2 separate regions of the Danio rerio genome follow, and region 2 is linked to region 1. Evidence: chromatin contacts called from public HiChIP or PLAC-seq data. All regions are on one chromosome and are shown on one strand. Each heading gives the region's core, a stretch centred on a gene start, on an enhancer-like site or on the middle of the called end of the contact. The rest is flanking DNA. Distances are from core to core; before and after follow the strand shown.

Region 1 (4,342 bases), core at 1,118-3,617:
TATGTTAGTTGTGTACAGGTTTAGAATGGCTCTTCTGTCCAGTGTTGTTTTCATATTCTTGATTATTTATGTTGCACTGTGGTCCTGCAAGACACTACATTTTATTTCTCTGTATGTCCACACCTGAAGTGAAATGACAGTTAAGCTTAAATTGATTTGCATAAGAAATGTAAGAGCAATGTAAAGTTACCAAAAAAACTGTGCAGGTCTAGTGTTTATCTGTGAGCACAAGTAAATGACACAGAAAAAACTTTTTTTTTTTTAAAAACACAAAAAAATGTGTTTATTGTTGATTTATTAATTTTGTAGGAGAGTTCAGCAGGATTTTTAATTACAGATTTACATGTACTCAGCAATTAGCCAATTTCCAGCTTAAGTTATTGTTATCAGAAAAATATAGTACCATTTGGGCTCTACTTAGACATTAATACAAGCTCCATGCCCTGAAATAGGTGCCAAAAGATGCAGTCTCAGGTAAAATAAACATTGCAAGCAGTTAAAAAAAAAAATAATAATCACACCTAAACTTGCTCCATTCTTACCTCCTTTTGAGATGGGATGTAATTGGCATAGGCAAGAACAAAACTGCAAAACTTGTTGAAGTCCTCCACTGTCCTCTTTCTTCTCTCTGATGGCTGGACATGAACATCACATATTAGTATTTTGGACAAGCACTGCCATCTGTAGGAGGAACATCTAATTTCCTTGTTTGACTTACCAGAGTCTCTGCTTTGCACTTCAGTAATGAATCTATGCAATGAAAAAGATAAGCAAAGAATACAGTTAATTCGTTGCTAAACAACTACTTTAACCAAAAACACACCTGGAGACAGTTCGTGCAGCTTTTGTTGTACAAACCTAGTAAATGCGAGTTTCGGCGGCAAGCTAATTCGCTAACGTAACTTTGCTGTTCCTCGCGACACCCTGTTGATTGAGGCGTAAAATTCTAGTGCGCAGGACACCATTTTACATCCCAACAACCACACGGTTTGAGAGACTTTAGTTGTGGGGAAAACTAAACAAATTTAGAAGCAAAAACACTAAGCTAAAGCTGTGGTGAATGCGAGAGGACGCAGCAGCATGTGACTTAAGCCCTATTCACGGCGTCGAAGCACCACAAGACAACTTGGCTGGATTAGGAAGTCTTCTAAAGCAGATATAGCCGATTTAATATTTTAAAAACGACTAAATCAATGCAATTAACATTAGCGACACCGACGACAAGACATTAACCGCGGCAAAACAAAAGAGTTACAGTCAGGCGGCGAAATGCTACTATGCTAAGCAGCGACCTGTATTTGAAGACAGCATTATGTCTTTAATGGCATTGTAAATGTCATTGGAACATTCTAATCGTGTATTAATACGACTATGAAACTGGCACTCGATTAAAACGATCATTAGTGCAACTAACTGAAAATAGAGCTGGTTTACTTAGCAAAGAGAAAATGCGCAACGCTGCGTAACTGCGGTTTTGTAAACGTGCCCATTAAATCATTTGAACAGAAAGCAGAGGTTGGATATCAGGGGGGATTTTCTTTATCATTTATGAGTTACAGCTTAACGAAAGGTTAAAAACAACTTGGGTAATTTATCTCCATTGGACAAGATAGCAACTCGGCTAATCCTTTTACGAAGCAGCTCGTCAGTGCAGAAAAACCTTCATCACCACTAACAAACATCACAAAGCGATTGAAATTGAATTGGGTTTATCAGAAAAATCAGCCTGCTAAAGTAAGAAGTATGCAAAGTTACTGCAGCGTAAAGCTTCTAACGTTAAGTTAACAGGCTAGCTGACTCTGCTAAAACTGGACGTGATGGGTGTTGCCTACCTTAACAGTGTTAAAGTTTGAATATTTAAAAATCTATGAGTTGCCTTACCTTGGTGCTCGGACATTATTTCAAGCATTGTCGCCTTAAACTCGATCCTCTTCAGTTGGATGACACCGAGCAGCGTCAATCTCTTCGCCCGGCTTGGGCGCAGCAAGCCCCGGCTGTCCAGCTACAGTCTATTAGCTGGGCATCGGAGTCACTTAAACGACGATTTTACAAACAGATCCGATGGAATATCGCTGTATCTCGAGTCCCTGGAAAGATCAATTAACTTAATTTTGGCCAGCAAGCAGTGTTGCAAAATAATCCAGCTGGCAGTTCAATTACCTAACGGACCACCAAGCAAAAAAGAACCAACGATAAAACCAGGGATCCAACATGATTTTGCAGCGAATGATGGTAATGTAGACTCTATGTTGGCGTTGTTATCCTTTTTCGACGAAAGTGGTGAAAACACCAAAGTAATTACGTCTGCGTGTCGCCTCCGGCGCGCCTCACTAAAGTCGACGATGTCAACTGACTCCAGAAACCCCTTGCGGTGAAATTGCCGCTGCGATGTAAAAATTTGCTTTCCAATAGTCAATGGGACATGTAGTTCAAACAATGACTTTAACTGCTGAATACATCGACAAGCAAACTTCAATAACCATGATTCATTGCGCCAGTCGTAGGTCTGTTGTGCTCACGGGAAGTTGAGTTTATCTGTTCCTACTCGTAAGGTTTTTATTTTCTCCTTGCGTACCCCATATGTTTAAATTAATTTAAATCCATTTATAAATACCAAAATCATTATATGCATATCCTCGAACATTTTAGTCAGTGGACCGGGCTACCCCAGACTGGTCATTTCGGTTGCCAATGACGTTTAACGTGTTTTATCATTAAACCCAAGTCAAATAGAATAAAAAAAGACGAGTAGCGGTACTACCTGATAATACTCGAAAGTGGGCGCTAGAAGGCTCACAAAATCCACCATATTTAGAATATAAGTAGTTAAAATGTAAAGAATATAATATATTAGACAAACCGAACACATAAATATCTTATTATTAATTTAATCTAATGAAAATGTCTGGCACTGTGCCAAAACTAGACTTAAACAAAAGCTTTTTGAGTCGTCAGCCTCAAATGAAAAACACAACTTGTTTAGATTCGTGGCTTTGATTTTTCTGAAAATAGTATTTTGATTATTTTTCAAACGCAAAAAAAATATATAAATCCAAATACATTACTGAACTAAAACATAGGCTTCATTTCCTATTTTTGGACTAATAAATAGTTATACAGTTACATTAGTACTGCGTGATATTTAAAAATCTTAAATATTTTTTTATTCTGCGATAATCATTGCGATATGAATACAATTTCACGAAGTTGAGTGGAGTAACTATTTGAAAAGATTTTATCATTTTAGATTGATTAGGATGATGTAGGGGAGTGCATTAAATATAATATATAATAAACAATCCACAAGCATAAATTCAATAAAGAAAAATATAAAAATTAAACATATCTTATTTATTTATTTTATTAACCATTTTATTGTTTTCTGAGAAGTCGAACTGTATTCAGGTATACAGTAATTGAATTATCAAATGTAAAAAAAATACTACATAGTCTTCTTTTTTATATACTCAACATAGCATATAATTGAAATGTAGCTATTGGGAATTATTCTATTGCGATATGGATGCTCAGGCCCGTAGCCAGAGGTGGCTGATAAAGTCCAGAATTTGGCCCCTTCCTGAGCTCAAATGTCTCATTTTTGACTACTTTGCCATTAAAAATTGTGAAAATAACCAATAGAAAAAGGCTTTAAAACAAATTTAATGTTTAATTATTCAAAGTTTCTTAATTGTTTTTTTCTTTTGATTGATGATAAATTGATTATAATAAATGTTCATATTTCTTCATAAAAAATTGTATGCTAATCTCAACATTATTTATAAAACTGTAATTATATATAATAACTTAAATGCACATTTGTAAATATTCACTACAAAGTCAAATAGTATTGTAAGCACTTTGACAAAATCGTAGGAAATATTTTGGTACATCAAAATCTGCGGTCACAATCCAACAAGCTAATCCAGCAATGCTTAGTTCTTAAAATATCACTAAAATGCAGCATTTTAACCTCATTGTTTAATAGAAAAAGAGGCATAGAACTGCAAAAAAGTCTACTTTTGACAGAAAAAACTACCCCTTTCAATAGTTTGTCTACAGGTGCTGAAACGATATAGGCCTATTGTGCAGCCCTAGGTTACATAATACGTTCCACTGTTTCTGGGCCATCGAGCGCCCCCTGTAGGACAAGAACACGAACACAACAGAAAATACTAAAGACGCTCCATTAACTTTATTTCACTGACCAAACCCCTAACAACGAAATCAGCTCCTGCTTCAACGGCGGTTTCCACCTTCAATACATCATCATCATTATACAGTACAGTACAGTACTGCCTCGACAAGGCTCCTGACCACACAGGCATTTATCAGCTCCTCATTT
Region 2 (4,342 bases), core at 481-2,980, 200 kb after region 1:
TAACATTACTATCATTACATTACTTTCTTGTCTCTCACCACTGATTGGTCTCTTTCTATCTATGTTTTATTTCTAAGTTATTTGCTTCATTTATTGACTGTTATGCATGCTGTTTTATGATATGTATCTTTTATTTTCTCTTTCTCTTATGTGTGTACTCTGACATGTTCACCTGTTTACCTTTACATGCACTCACGCACACATACTGTACATGCAAACATGTGCACCTGAGAGTATTGATGTTGTTTTTTTTGTTTTTTCATCTTTTTTTTGTTGTTGTTTTGTTCTCTTTGTATGTGCTCCTAATGTATGTACCTCTTGCATACCCCTATGAGAATCTGAAATATTTAAAGGCATACTAAAAAAGAAATTATGATTTAGTATTCAATTTGTTTTATTTTGATTATATTTTTAAATAAAATGGTCTTACACTTCAAATTTTCAGATTTCTCACACTATATGTATTAATTCCTGGTACTTTTACCATAAACTGACATTTTAGATAGAGGCTGGTATTTTTAGAAATTATGGGATGTGTTGGGATGTTATTTTCTTCCTGGTGGGGCAGTTAAGGAATAATGAACATTTGTTTTTAATCCACATGCCATACGAGATGTACGTTGTGATATGCTGAGAATCTAGGTATTAACCAGTGCAATTATAATAATAAGTAGCACATTTAATGTACACGAGGAACTGGTCTGTAAAATAAAGTACTGCCAATAATGAAGTACATAATATATCTTACTGAGAAAAAGAAACAGAATATGCAATTCCTGATTAACAATTAACATTTTTACAATATAATTTTAAAATTTCCCCTCATTATAATGTTTATGGAACTTAAACCACAACAAGGTAGATTAATCTTAACAATTTTAAACCTCTCAAAAAAGTGACTAACCACTTTGAACGACGTTCTTGTATTTCGTCTTCACCTGCTGCCACGTTCGTCTTGGTCCCAAAGGATTGGATCTGCCATTAAAATGTAGGATTGAAGAACAGCGGAGCGGAATTGTTGTAATTAAAAATTAATTGTACTTACGCATTTAGTTTGCTGGCTATTTTTCGCCACGCATCCTGACGGAGTCTTGCAGCCGCTATAGTATTCCCTTTGGTTTTTATTAAATGTCTAACTTCGTCATATCCTTCCATTAAAAGTTGCAATTCAGCAGCACTGAAATAAGCAGCACGCTGCTTAGCCATGTTCATCTTGACTTTTTGTTAGAATAAACAACAGTCTGTTTGTAAATAGTCTGAAACCTAAATCCGAGATGTGGACCGAAACCCCATTTCAGGTACGGACTCGAGCTAGCTCAACCCGGGCTATGCGAACTAATTCGGGCTTTGTTAAACCACGGTCGAAGAACGGGACCCAGATGCCTGTTTCTTGCTTAAAAACATTAGGCTTATAGAAAAGGTTGCTCTAATATTCGAAATAATGTACAATAGTAGACTTTTAAGTTATTTACGCCGTATGAAAAAATGGTGGCTGAATCGGTGAGATGATAGCTGTTGTTTGTGGTTGTGTGTAAAATAACCGAACGAGCTAGCTATCTAGACAGCGAAGCAAAGTATTGTCGTACCAAACATGCTGTCTATATAGGTGGCTCTGTAGGTTTTAAGACACAGTCATTGATTACATTCGTTCTTCCTCTACAGCAGATGGCGCGACGCAACCCAAGTGACAAGAAATCCGTGCGTTAATATACACGAAGGACAGACAAATCTCTTCTTTCCTGTCAGCTGTCCTTTTAGTGTAAGGAATGTGTTGTGGGATGATAAATAACATTCAACTTAAATATTCACCATACTGGAACGACAAATGAAATAATGTTTGCGGCGTGCTGAAGTTTGAGGCCGTAAGCTGGACATCGTGAAGGTTAGTTCATGTTTTTATGAGGGCTAACGTAGCCTGTCTGCTATCGTTAGCGAGTGTGTTTTGGAATTGTATTCAACTCAGGAAAGGACTTATTTTGTTTAGGATGGTCAAATACGGCCTGGTTTTATTACTAAAGATGAACCATATAGAGATAAGTGGATTTTGGCATAAGTAAATAGCAAAAAATTGCATTAATGAATTATTCGTAACTGTTAGGTTGACCATTAACTTACTATAGAATATTTGCAACGTTAACACATAATAACATTGATTGATTGATTTAAAGTTAGTTGATAACTTTGATTGACAATTCGTTTTTGAACGAACAGTCATGTAATTTCATTGTGAATAGTTTCTGCAGTTATCTAAAGAACAATTAACGTTAACGTTAGAATAGTCCGTCATGTAATCAGTCTAGAAATTCTGATGAAATCCCACATGAATAAATCCTATAGTAATTCATAGTAAATAAATACAAAAGTGCTTTTGAAGCATACTATAGAATCGTGTATTATACTGTATGTATTTTAGTTTTTAAAACACGTTGTTAAAGAATGCTACTGCATACTGCAGTATTAACTACTCAACTGATAAACTAGAAATACTGTAGTATACTTAAATTTTTAATACAGCAAACTGTGGTATATTGTAGTAGAGTATATAGTTGTAGAAAAAGTTAGTTGATAAGTTTAGAATTCTATAATTGTATTTTCACAGAAAACGGAGAATTACTAGAGCAGATTAATTCAAGTACTTTCAGGTAGGAATAACTTGAAAATACACAATGAATTACTATTGTATTCTTTTAATTTGGGATCAATTAGGGCTGCACAATATATCGGTTCCGCATTGATATTGCAATTGTAATTATTCGCTTTAATGAGATCGCAGGATATGTGATGTTAAGTTTGTATAATAATTTATCATTTGCTTGTGTTTTTGATTACCGTGATTGTATTATGATTTTTAAAAGCATTAAGGTATAAGAACTTGTACCATTTGTGACCTTAACTATGATTAATTTTATTGAATTATTTTTAATTTTATCTTTCAGTCACTGTACTTGAATACTGTCAGACTCGTAAAGTGATAAAACACTTTATTTCAACTGTATCTTTTTCTTGAGTGTGTTTATAGATTGTTATGCATAAATTCTCACTATAGAAATGCTCTGCAAATAGCACAGGTCACAATGAAAATTTGTTGGAAGACCCCAAAAAATTTATAGATTGTTTATTGGTTTTTATGGAGATGCAAATAGTAAACATGAATTTTTCTCTGACTAAACATGTGCATGAAAATACTCCTAACAGATGCAAATACAGAAATGCACTGCAAATAGCACAAACCACAGTGTAAATGTGTCAGGGGACTCCAAAAAATGTATAGATTATTTATTAGATTCTATGGAGATGCATTCCCATTGCTGAATCATCCCAACAGATCTAACATTTATATATTTTTTCCAAATAGAGATATCTGGTGAAAATGTATTCATATCGCAATATATATCGCAATATAAAAAAAATTGCAATATTGGATTTTCCAATATCGTGCAGACCTAGGATTAATCATAATGAGAATAATTTCATTAGACTGTTCAACCATATATCATATCAGAATTTCAACAAGCAATGAAAGTAATTAAAAAATTTTTGGACTCATCAGTTATAAAATCAGAATTAGAACGATCATACAAAACATGAAATAAGTAGAACTGAATAAATGAATCAGATTTAAATTTTTCAGATTTCATAAATTAGAATGAAGTAATTCATTTATTTTTTAGTATTTTTATTATTTTATATATATTTTTTGTATTAATCCTTGATTATAATTATCATAATAAATTGATTTCAACTTGATGGATTAACTGCATTATAAATTCCATTCAATTAGTTGGATCAAATATATAATAAACTGTAATTTAAACAATCAGTAACAACATGTTTATATTTAATTTCTGAAATCACTTAAATCAAGCATATAGCTAGTTAATTTATTAAAATCATGTATGTCCTTGAGAACATTTAATGATATTCTCTGACATATGTTCATATACAGTACATCAGTGCTGTTAATGCATTCTGAGACGCTCTTTTGTGTCGTTTCGCAGTGGTTTTGTCCGCACAATGTCTGATCTGCTTGAAGCTTCACATGGTTGATTGAATTCCGCCTCTGAAGACATCAACATGCCAATATTGAGTCACAGTCATAGCGCCACCTGCTGGCAACAATAAGTTTGGCTCATAACTCAGCCACAGAATGTCTGAACTGCTTGAAACTTTACATGGTTGATAAAATTCCTCTACTGAAGGTATCTACATGCCAATCTTGAGTCACAGTCATAGCACCACCTGCTGACAGGAGAAAGTTTGGCATAAATGTGTGATTTTCTCAGGTTGTTTATATATATCGGCCAAAATTAATATTGTTCGCTGTTCTCTGTCATCCTGAGGC

The links. HiChIP or PLAC-seq counts read pairs in DNA pulled down with a chosen protein or histone mark.
Region 2: a contact with region 1 is called in an H3K4me3 HiChIP or PLAC-seq map of gastrula embryo, with 2.2 times the contacts expected there. The contact joins the promoter of ext2 here to the promoter of phf23b in region 1. A contact is called at or near these places in 1 of 18 Hi-C or Micro-C datasets (an unstated tissue) and 2 of 4 datasets of contacts at active chromatin or transcription factors (embryo and gastrula embryo).

Annotation. Positions count from the first base shown.
Region 1 is chr7:26,647,641-26,651,982 of GRCz12tu, forward strand. It overlaps phf23b (PHD finger protein 23b), which reads right to left and starts at 2,368. Exons shown (of 6, transcript NM_199844.1): 1 at 2,161-2,368; 2 at 1,882-2,087; 3 at 719-750; 4 at 543-635. The coding sequence starts at 1,909. hsbp1a (heat shock factor binding protein 1a) reads left to right here and starts at 4,263. Exons shown (of 4, transcript NM_001172634.2): 1 at 4,263-4,342.
Region 2 is chr7:26,848,392-26,852,733 of GRCz12tu, forward strand. ext2 (exostosin glycosyltransferase 2) reads left to right here and starts at 1,731. Exons shown (of 15, transcript NM_001008400.2): 1 at 1,731-1,882. It overlaps si:ch211-107p11.3, which reads right to left and starts at 1,521. Exons shown (of 5, transcript NM_001386565.1): 1 at 1,046-1,521; 2 at 905-975. The coding sequence starts at 1,206.